Regions from separate parts of the Mus musculus genome. Here region 1 is linked to region 2. Evidence: chromatin contacts called from public HiChIP or PLAC-seq data. All regions are on one chromosome and are shown on one strand. Each heading gives the region's core, a stretch centred on a gene start, on an enhancer-like site or on the middle of the called end of the contact. The rest is flanking DNA. Distances are from core to core; before and after follow the strand shown.

The links. HiChIP or PLAC-seq counts read pairs in DNA pulled down with a chosen protein or histone mark.
Region 1: a contact with region 2 is called in a CTCF HiChIP or PLAC-seq map of the NIH/3T3 cell line, with 7 read pairs. The contact joins two enhancer-like sites. A contact is called at or near these places in 1 of 15 datasets of contacts at CTCF or cohesin (the NIH/3T3 cell line), 5 of 484 Hi-C or Micro-C datasets (bone marrow-derived macrophages, cortical neurons and embryonic stem cells) and 2 of 115 datasets of contacts at active chromatin or transcription factors (a colorectal cancer cell line and pancreatic cancer cells).

What each region holds. Positions count from the first base shown.
Region 1 is chr1:150,140,911-150,146,548 of GRCm38.p6, forward strand. It overlaps the pseudogene Gm9687. Among named protein-coding and RNA genes, the nearest start is that of Ptgs2os2, 21 kb to the right of the region's middle. Within about 2 kb of position 4,316, at least 40 of the 459 cell types and tissues checked have an H3K27ac peak or open chromatin away from gene starts, as enhancers often do. A contact at or near this core is called in the NIH/3T3 cell line and pancreatic cancer cells, where this site is marked.
Region 2 is chr1:149,861,102-149,866,823 of GRCm38.p6, forward strand. It overlaps Pla2g4a (phospholipase A2, group IVA (cytosolic, calcium-dependent)), which reads right to left. Exons shown (of 18, transcript NM_008869.4): 11 at 4,015-4,152; 12 at 3,810-3,902; 13 at 1-25. Among named protein-coding and RNA genes, the nearest start is that of Pla2g4a, 97 kb to the right of the region's middle. Within about 2 kb of position 1,885, at least 67 of the 459 cell types and tissues checked have an H3K27ac peak or open chromatin away from gene starts, as enhancers often do. A contact at or near this core is called in the NIH/3T3 cell line and pancreatic cancer cells, where this site is marked.

The sequences.
Region 1 (5,638 bases), core at 3,066-5,565, 280 kb after region 2:
TCAGAGTTGGTCAGCTGACCAGGTGCTTTCTGTTCACCCATGCCCTTTAATATAATTACAGTGTTCCATCTGTGCTGTGGTAGTAAGGGTAAAAAGACCCAGAATAGCTTTTCTTGTTCCCTATTAGCTAGGAAGCTCTAAGATAAACCTCAAGTTCAACTAGATAAAGACACAGATAATTTTCATTTTCTCTTTTCCCTTTGTACTTTCTGTTTTAGAACCGTCATCTTAAACATCTCTTATTTAGAAGAATCATGTGCTTTGTGTGTTAGAAGCACGATAAAACTTTGCATTGTTGACATTAGAAATCTTGAATTATGAAATGTAGCCATACAGACATTGTCTTGAGTGACTAAAAACTTCATGAGTGACCACTTCAAGAAGAGTAGACATTCATGAAAATGGTGAACAGACATGGTTAATTATATATGTTCAGTATTCTTCACAATTATTTCTCCACATGGACATTACATTGTAATACTGTATTAAACCAGCCAATTGTAAAATGAATTATTTTACAATATAAACGCAATCAGTAATAATCTGGTGGCTGTATTTTTTTTTTTACCTTTCGTAGTCCTCAATAACCACACAGAGACACCAAGATTTATTTCAAACTACACCTACCTCAACATCTAAACAGTTAATCTTAACCCCCTGTGGTAGTCTGGCTACCTTCTTTCCCCGTGATACTTACAGTTTGTTATTGTTCTAGGTCTCTCCGCTTCAGATGAATCTTTCCACAATATATTCTCAGACCCTCTCCTCCTGATGACTAGTTTGAATTCCCTCCTCCCCTCTCTCTCCTTACTCAGGCTCATGGAAGTTCCCACCCTATTCTCTCTCTTCTCCCCACCCATTGGGTGATCAGCATTTATTGACAAGGCAGAGAATAGATGGCGAGAGTTGTTTGCACAAATTTGAGACAGGAGAGTCTTGACCTACACATTACAATGCCCTGTCTGGACTGAAACAGGGTATGAGGGCATTTGAATAGCACAAGGATATTCTTTACACAGTGTACCAAACATTATGCTTATGAGCAATAATCAGTTGATAGATACATCACTGAACAAAGACAGTCACTGTGCAATAGTAACCGGCAGTGGAGACTTGGGAGCATGTGAGTGTCTATGACAAGGAACTGCAAACTCAAAGCTTATTTTAAAACACCCTCTTATTTCTATTCTAGCTTATTCCATTTTTGAAGACTCACCAGTGTGTTGTAAATAGCATTTTTTTTAAAGACAATCTCATCCAGTTCAGGCTGTTTGTAAGCTCAGTATGTAGCTCTGGGTGGCTAACCTGATTCTCCTGCCCACATCTCCTCAGTGTTGGGATATCTGGTGTAAGTCAACAGGCCCAGTTTTAGTTGGTGTTGGGGATTAAATTCAGAGCTTTTCTGCATATTAAACAAGGACCCTACCATATCCAGAGCCCTTGGATTTTAGTTTGAAGATAATGATGATTAGAAACAGTTCTGCTGTGGTTCGGAGTATAAAAATCTACCTTATTTTATTTATGACTGTGTGAGGTCAGGTAGTATGGATGCATGAAAGCTGATACCTGAAGAGGCTTGAGGCATCTGGTATCCTTGGAGATGAAATTCCAGATGCTTGTAAGTCTCCCACTCCCAGTGCAGATGCTGAGAACCTGAATTATGTCCTCTGCAATAACAGTAAGTACTCTTAACCCTGAGACTTCTCTCTGCCCCCCCCTTTTTTTTAGCAATTTGCAAATTTCTGGAAATATCAACTACATTTCAATTTTTTCTTTCTTAATTTTTTTCTTTTAGACAGAATTTATTTCATAAGTGTTTATTTTATTTACATTTCAAATGTTATCCCCTTTTCCAGTTTCCCCTCTTCAAAGCCCCTATTCCATCCCCCCCTTACCCTGCTTCAATGAGGGTGCTCCCTCACCCACCTACCCACTCCTGTCTCATTTCCCTAGCATTCCTCTACACTGGGGCATCAAGCCTTCACAGGACCAAGGACCTCCCCTTCCATTGATGCCAGATAATGCCCCTTCAGTCCTTCCCCTAACTCCTCCATTGGGGTCCCTGCACTTAGTCCGATGGTTGGCTGTGAGCATCTGCATCTGTATTGATCAGGATCTGGCAGAGCCTCTCAGGAGACAGCAATATCAGGCTCCTGTCAGCAAGAACTTTTTGGCATCTGCAATAGTGTCTGGGTTTGGTGTCTGCATGTGGGATGGATCCCCAGGTGGAGCAGTCTCTGGATGGCCTTTCCTTCAGTCTCTGTTCCAAGTGTTTTTATTGGCTGGGGATCTGGGGATACAACAGAATTGGTAGAGTGCTTGGCTAATGTGTATGAAGCCCTGAGTTGGATCTCTAGCACCACATATACTTGGCATAATCACACATGTCTTATAACCACAGCACTAGGGAGGTACAGGGATGAGAATCAAAAGTTTAAGGCCATCATTAACTACATATTGAGTTCAAAGTCAGCTTGGACGACAATAAAACCCTATATCAGGAAAAAGAAATGTTCTCATATATGCAGCACAGTTGAAGAAAGGTAAGGAAATATTTCATAGGTACATTGTCTAACCTCCACCATTATCAACATTGCCACCAAAGGGTATATTTATTACTATTGTCTACAGAGCCATTTAGTATAAACTTTCCCAAATGTATAGAATTAACAATACAGAATATAGGTTCTTCTATAAATGAGGTCCATGACATAATGATAGGTCAGTAGGTCCACTGAGAACTATCTTAGTTCCTTGTCTTTTTGCTATAAAAAAGTACCTGACCACAACAACTTAAGGAAGGAAGGCTTTATTTTGATTCACAGTTTGAGGGTACAGTTCACCATGGTGAGGAACTTGAAGCTGCTGCTTAAAGCACATCCATAGTCAGAAAGCAGAAGAAGGGGAAGTTATACTCGGTTCACTTTATCCTCTTTATTCAGTTCAGTGCCCAATCTATGGACTGCCTATCCATGGTTAACCTCAACTGGGCAATCCTCCATAGACTTACTGTGAGATCTTTCCCTCCTGTGATTATAAATTCTATCTAGTTGATAATCAAAATTGATCATCACAGATGATCAGACAGTTTTAAACTAGTTTCCTATTATAAATGGGAGATAGAACTGGCTCAGGCTCCTATTATTTATCCTCATGAGATATAATCAACTTGACAGATAATGGTTATACAATAGCATACTTACTACAATGCAGATAAAGTTTTATGAAAGGAGAGAAAGGGAGAGAGTCAGTCATCAGGGAGGGAATCACAGGGAAGGTGGAAAAGTTGTCTGTGAGCGTGACTAAGAGAACCAGGTGGATGAGCAGGGTGTGTGAGGTGAGACAGGGGAGGGAGAAGCTATTCACACATGGAGACCCAGCACATACTGGCATGGTTGGGGAATTGACAAATCTTTCTGCATAAAAATTACAAAGAAAAACTCTAAATTTATACCATGGCAGTTGTAAGGAGGATGAGACTTAAAATACACACACACCATGCATACACACACACACACACACACACACACACACACACATACACAAAATCATAGTAGGGGGATGGAAATTAATGATTCTGAAGGAGGTTTTAGTGATAGTTAATTTGAAGAGAAAACTTTATTTGTGTATAGGCATGTGTGTTATATACAGGTGATGTATGTGTACTTAGACTCATGTATAGAAGCTGCAGGAGGGATCCTGCTCTATCAATTTCCATTTTCTTCTATTGAGCCAGGACTGAGTAAGTAGACTGGTGGTTAACAAGACCCAGTGATCTCTCTGGCTCTGTCCCCCACAATGCTGGAGTTATAAGCATTTGCACAGCCATACTCAAGAGTTTATTTTGAAACAGAGACATGAGATAGGTAAGGCTATTGCAAAAATTAGTGTGCTGTCAAACATTGGCAATAGAAATTGAGGGGCAGAGATGTCTCTGAGCTAAATGCACAGGATGAAGGGGGCAGATAATAAGTTGAAGCTGCCAAAGGAGGAGAACATGAATTCCTTCTACAATAATAATAGATGAATTTCAGAGACTTAGGGAAGGTCAAATTTGTAGGTGAAAGCCTACAAAAGTTCAATGTTTTATGTATTAAGATGTTTCTTGAACAAGATAAACCAGTTTCCTTTTTCTTAGGCAAAAGTGTCTGTGACCAAGAAAACAATAGGGGCAAATCAAAGATTTGCGAGCCATTGCCATTCAGTTGGCAGTCTAGGTACAGGATTGGAAAAAAACGCATCCCAGAGAAATGCAAACCGAAGAGACGTGAATCACTGCCATTGCACAATAGCTGAGTCACTCTTGAGTCTGTCTCCTGATGATACTTGAAAAGGGGCGGTTTGGGGAGCACGGTGCTCAATGATACAACCCTAGATGGAGAGCTTGCCTGACATGTGCTGGATGGTGTGGGTTCAGTTCTCACACTGAATATGTGGAGCTCTGTGGGAAGGCTGGTAATATAGGTCGTGAAGCAATCTACGAAGTGCATGACCAGCCAAGGAGAATTTTCTTGTAGTGTGGTTCTAGGGAGCATCCTGCATGCTTCTGAGGAGAGTTTCCAGAGAGGGAGCCATGCTGCTGAGAGGCTGGAAGTTCCTTCGAGGCAGGCAAAAGGAAGGGTTTATCTGGTCTTGCCATCATCAAATTCCTGTATGGGCCCCTATCTGAGGAGGCTGGTGGTCCATTCGCTGTCTTGTTGAATGGTAAATTTTACCGTGTGAGTTGTTTTTCATCAGACTGGTCATTTGTGTAAGAGGCCATGGTCAATAGAGGTTAAAGATGTCTTTGGAAGGCATCCATCATGCATTGGGTTCCAAATGGCTTACATCTGATTATAAAAATATGAGAAGGGAGAAGCTGTGTGAGGAGGGGACTGGGAGGAGGGGAGGGGTTGTGATCAGGATGTGAAATGAATAAATAAAAAACGATAATGTGATAACTTTGCTTTTGTTGTTTTGGGACTTTTGTCTCTCCAAGCACTACACAACAAAGTAAAAATCTTTGAAAGGGGACCATGAAGCTTTGTGCTTTCTATTTTCAGCCAGTGCAGAGAGATGGACATCTCTCAGGACAACTGGCCCAAACGCTGCAAGAGAAAACTCCACCACAAGAAGCAGAAGGATGAGCTGGGACGGCCTGCTGCCAACATGAAGACTGGCCCTTGCCACATACACACAGTCTGAGTTCGAGTAGGCATTAAGAAGTACCCTGAGATTGGATGTGGGGAACTTTTCCTGGGGCTCTGAGTTTTGTACTTGCAAAACAAGGATCATCGATGTTGTCTACAATGCATCCAATAATGAGCTTGTCTGCACCAAGGCCCTGGTGAAGAATGGCATTGTATGTACTGACAGTACACCGTACCGGTAGCAGTACAAATCTCACTATGTACTCCCCCTGGGCAGCAAGAAGGGGGCCAAGCTGACTCCTGAGGAGGAAGAGATTTTAAACAAAAAACGATCAAAGAAAATTCAAAAGAAATACACCGAAAGGAAAAAGAATGCCAAATCAGCAGCCTCCTGGAGGAGCAGTTCCAGCAGGGCGAGCTTCTCCCCTGTGTTGCCTCAAGACCCGGCCAGTGTGGCAGAGCAGATGGGTATGTGTGAGAAGACAAGGAGATGGAGTTCTATCTGGAAG
Region 2 (5,722 bases), core at 635-3,134:
ACGATGTGCTTTGCTGTAATATTTTCTATGGGAAGAAGACAAAATCATTGAGACATCTTGGGGATCAGATTCACAACTAAATTTACGGGGCAGACGAGGGAGTATTGGTGCAAGTCTTTAATTCCAGCTCGCAGGAGGTGGGGGCAGGCAGAACTCTCCGGGTTCAAGGCCAGTTCCAAGCCAACCAGAGCTATGTGGTGGTCGCATTCCTTTTTAACTGTGGAGAAGTGATCAGAGCAAAACTACAGGAGGAGGACTACTGTGTCTCCCTGGAACTTTAGCCTTAGTGTTGTAAGTGGACACTTACCAGATTCGCTAATTTAAAAAAAAATGTATCACTGAGTGAAATAATATCCCAGTAAACAAAATTAATGTAAATTTATCAATTCCTAGTTTTAAGGAAAGGGCTTTTATGAGTTCATTGTAACTTTAATAACTGCTTGATTATATTTTTAAATAGTGTTTATGAAAGAGAATAAAGGACAAAACCAGATCTACAAATGATCTACTTACTAAACAGTCTCCAGAACATGGAGAACAAGTACTCACTTTATTTAACTTCTGATTTTTTTTGCCAACACTGAAAACCATCTGTCGGTTTCCAGTATGTGAATAATTTGTCTTTTTTTTTCTTTTCAAAGCATACTAAGACCAGCCATGAAAGCTAAGAAGCACTACATAGCCTTAATATCAACATAGTGGTAAAAGCTGGTCTAACATTTCACCATCCTTTTCCCAGGGGAAATGCATCTAATTTGTGAAACCTGACAACTATTCTTGTGATTAATATTTGCAGAAAAATCAGACTTTCTGCTGGTTCATGTGAACTATGCTTCGTAGTGACTTTTTCTTTTTCTTTGCTAGCAAATAGAAAAGACTATATTTTTTTATTCAATTTCAATACACTAGATCCAAATTTAGCAATTTTACTCACAAGAACCACTTGGGAAAACGCAAGCTCAAAAAAAAAAAAAAAACCAAGGGGTGTGGCATGCAGCTCCCCATATTTCTCTCTTTATATTTGTTAAGCTCACATAAATAGCAGATGCATGGACAGTTACATAATGAAAAGGTTAGTAAATTCCTGAGAGGTTAAATTTCACTTTTACTGGCATTAGTTATAACTACAAAATTCAACAAAATAAAATACTCAAAATGTGATTTTTTTCTTTTCCTATTATAACTGTGACAGCAGTAATTCTGTTCCACAGCAGAGGCGGGTAGTAAAAAAGACACACCCCAGTTGTCATACACTTTGGGTTGCTCTGCTGCTTGCTATCTGCACTTTTCTTTCCTTAGACATTTTCTCCTGTCTGTCTCTATGGCTTTGGTATGTCCTACTTTGGCTGCATTTAGTAAGCGAATTTAAGAAAATGGCACTGTTTTCTTTATAAGGATGTTTTTAGAGCTTGACTGGATTTATCTGAACTCATCTCTGGTATCTTTACATAGCTCACTTTAGTAGTAAAATTTCCCACATCAAACAACTCTTTGAGCAAGTAAATTATTTCATTTAAAGTTATTTAATCAGGGTTCCAGTTCACCTTAAAATCTTCACTAAGGTAATAGAGTAAAAAATAAACAAACAGACAAACAAACAGGCAAACAAGTCCCCTCTGGGTGCCCCTTAAAAAGAGAGACCCCACTTAGTCAAAGGATGAAGCAGTCCCCAGAAGTCTCGAGAACCCTCAGTCACCTCTTCAGTTTCATTTCTGGAAACCCTTACATAATCTGAGCTAACATGCCTCCTGCTGACCAGTGGAGCCCAAGAACACAATATCCACTGCCCTCAGTCTGACACAAAACAGCCAGTGGCCAGACTGCTGGCCCCGAGGGGACTTCTCCACAGAGATTTCTCAGCACTGTGCGCTGTAAACATCTTCCTTTTCCTTGGCCTGCAGCCATTGTCTCGCCCACCTTCTGATGTGTAATTTCAGCCCTATTCTCTTCCTGCCTTAGGAGGAAAAAAATAATAATTAACCTGAGTTATCAGGATTATTCAGCAGAGAAGGAACACAGGAAGCAGGCCACCCGCGTGGGCTCCCTCTCTGCTTTCCTTTCTCTTTTTAAAAACCTTCACGTAGTTCAGAAAAGACTTGTGTGATTCAGAAAAGACTCAGTGGTTTCCACAAAACTAAAGTTGAACAGGTCATCTACCAGGGATGCCACTAAAATAAACCAAGCAGGATTACCTCACCCCTACACTTTAGCTCAGGCTAACCTAGATCTTCTTATAAAGCTCAGATTAAAGGTGTCATCTTACAATCTTCTGGTGGGGAACCCCGATTTGCTGTTGGTGGTGGTATAATGTTGGGGATCAAATCTAGGGCCCTGCACATGCCAGATAAGTTATCAACCACTGAGGCTGCCTCCCAGACCTTCTTCATCTTTATACACTTTGATTATATTTTAACCATGAAGAAATAGTGACTCTATTAAAGATCACCTCTGGCTCCAGATACTACCCACTTTGCCGGCCCCCTAACTTAGTGATGCTTGGATGGACCAAGTACTACCAACTATAACTGCCCTTTCTGCTTGATTTAATGTGTATTTAGAAATAGTTGGTCCTAATGAAAAGGTACAATCACTTTCCCAGTACTTACTTAGGAATGATCCAAATGAACAAATGGAACTCTTAAAGAATAGACTAATGAATCTTTGCATGCTATATATAACTATCAACAAGAGAAAGAAAACCTCTCAGGAGGAGAAACAGTACTACTACTCAGAAGGACATGTATGGTACTCCACGCCATGTTACAATTAGAGTCTCTTCTGCATAAAGCTTCATTATGTCGATAGCCATTGCCCATGATTGCTGAAGGTCACATATTGGTGGTGGTGGGGGGGGGGGGGACGGGGAAAGCAAATAAACATTTTACATAAATACATTTTTTAAAATGAATTGATTATTTTTAAAATATCATTTTTTGTATCCTGTGTTCTCCAAACAGACCAGAGATATTTCATGAACAGGAGGGCGGGGAAGATGTAATTGACTGGTAGCCCTGATCCCTGATACATTGGCTCCAAATTCACTCATTCATTATTCTTATTTGTTTTCTTTCTGAAACAGGATTTCATGTGTCCTGAGGAGTTCTCTGACTTGTGCCCCATGCCATGGTTCATGTTCCTGGGGATCAAATGCAGGATGTTGCAGACTATGGAGTGCTCTATAAACGGAACCACATCCTTGTCCCAAAATCTCTAATTCAGCATTGAACTCCACAGTCCATCAAAACATAGTGCTTACTGGGCATAGACCTCAAACCTCTGGGCAAATCATGATGATATGCACCACTTTTTAAAGTCAAATTTATTCATCCAGAAAAACATATTTCTAGAGTTCTATTTTAATAATGAATATAATCCACTAGTTCTCCATAGAGGTTGTCTATTTTTTAAAGATTTGGAACACTCATTTTTGAATTATTATAGGATGTTTGATTTAAAGAAAACCATTAGTTTTAGCTTACAAGACATGACTTAATTTATCTGCTTTTTGTTCTTGCTTTTGTAGTGTGTACTAGAATCATCTGATAAGCTAGAAACGAATGCCAGATGTAAAGCTCTTCTTAGGAACAACGAGTAATCTTTGTAAATTTCACAACTGAAATGCCATTAACAGTGCTTCAATAATTTGGACATGATTTTTAGGAAACACTTAAATTGTTTCAACCAAGTTACTGATGAATTCAGAATTAAATCCTTATGAAGATTTAATGTTCTCCACATATATGTGAGTCGTTTATCAGTATAGTTAATTATCAGTGTAGCTTTTCATCATCCGAAGCCTTTTACAATACCTAATTCCTCTTCCATTGTAGAGCCTTTATTCTGTGAGCCAGAAACTCCCAAAACTCTGTTGAACAGTATAGAAAAGGCACTGCCCCAGACACCTAGAATAAAAGAGAAAAACAGTAACTTCAAATGCATTCAAATTTAAGTTAGTTGAGAAAGAGAGAGGGAGAGAGGGAGAGAGGGAGAGAGGGAGAGGGTTTGATCACTCACCCATCAAGAAATGCAAGGGGTTTTCTTCATATTTTTTTACAACTGTTCCCATAAAAAACTTGCTTCCAAATAGGTCAGGAGCCATAAAGGTACCATATTTTGCCATGCCAATCTCATATGGACTAAATTCCACCCAATCTAGAAGCATTTTAGAAACAAGACACTTCATTAATAGAAAAATGACATACTGACATATATAGTCACACATAGTTAATAGTGGCTTTAACAGAACCATGATTAATTTCACTTATTTAAGCTAGTTTAAAAAAAAAACAATCCTTATGACACTCTTTAGTGATTGAGGAAGAAAAACAGATGAAAAAGACAATATAAAAGTTCCCTTCTAATCGGCACAAAGTGAATATCTTTTTCTATTTAAAAATTCAGACTTCTTTTGCATAGCCCATCTTAAATTTAAGACTGTAAAACTGAGTGAAGAAGTCTAACTCGGGCATAAAATCCATTAAGGAGACTAAAGAAATCAAACTCCTTATAGTAAATCAAACCTCTAACAAAATGGGGAAGAATTTTCAGTACCTTTATTCAACTTTTATTCTGTTAGTCATTTGTTCTAAAGTCCCAACCATAATGCCAAATTGTGATTCTGATTTCTTAGCAATACACCAAGCCCGGAATAGGAAGGTACACTGCCCAACAGAAGCAGTGGAGCCAGACAGTCTGGGATCCATCCCTAAGCTGGGGCTCGCTAACTGTGCTCATCTGACTAAATCAACTATCTCCTCCGGTCTTAATGCCCTAATCTTAGCATGAATAAAGTCAGTAGATGGTTTGTAAGATTAAAGCCCCAGTGAGCTAAGAAATGTAGGAAGCATCGGGAAAGCCATGACACATCTCAATAGCTCAGTTAATAGCAGCCATTGCAATATTTGTGGTCTGCCTATGGCATCACTGTGTCTAATCGTGATCTTCACTTTAGTGAGAATGTCTGGGATCTGACTCTTGCTTGCTATACGTACTGTTCCTTTTGGCTTCCCTTCTTAGCACCACTGTTCACAGCATTAATCTTACTTTAACATCTTTTGTGACTGCCTCCCTTGACATAATAGTTCACATCTGAAAACTCAAGTGCTATAGGGTCGATCATCAGACATGCTTCCATATAGCATCATCACCACAGAAACCATCACCACACTACACAGAGTGCTCCGCCCTCTCCCTGGATCTCCATGGTGACTTCCTAAAATGTCTCAACCCTCTTCTTTCCCTCAGCATCCCCCATTCTGATTCCCACCTACTAGTTTCAAAATAAACATAGGAAAATAGAAATCACAGAACACTGATACCAATTGAAAGCCTTCTAAGGCTGCCTTCTTAGGCTCTGAATTGAAAGGCAGCCTACTCTCCATCTGCCCAGTTTGAGCAGTCTCCCATCAACTCTGCCATCACACACCCTAATCATGCAAACTCTCTTGCTATTCCTTGGAAATCAAGGCCGTTTCCACAGGGTCCTCTACTCACTGTTCCCTTCTGCAATTACATGGCTTCTTTCAATCCTGACTTTGATGCCGTTATTAGGAATTCTCTATAAAGCCCCAACATCATGTAACTCCATCTCCACTCCCAATCTTATCCCACCCCAGTTTTGTTCCGTTTATTTTTGTGAGGTGATATTGTCTCAAATATATCATTCAAGAACCAAAATGCAAATGATCACAAAAATCACAAGCCATTCTGTGATTGTTTTGTG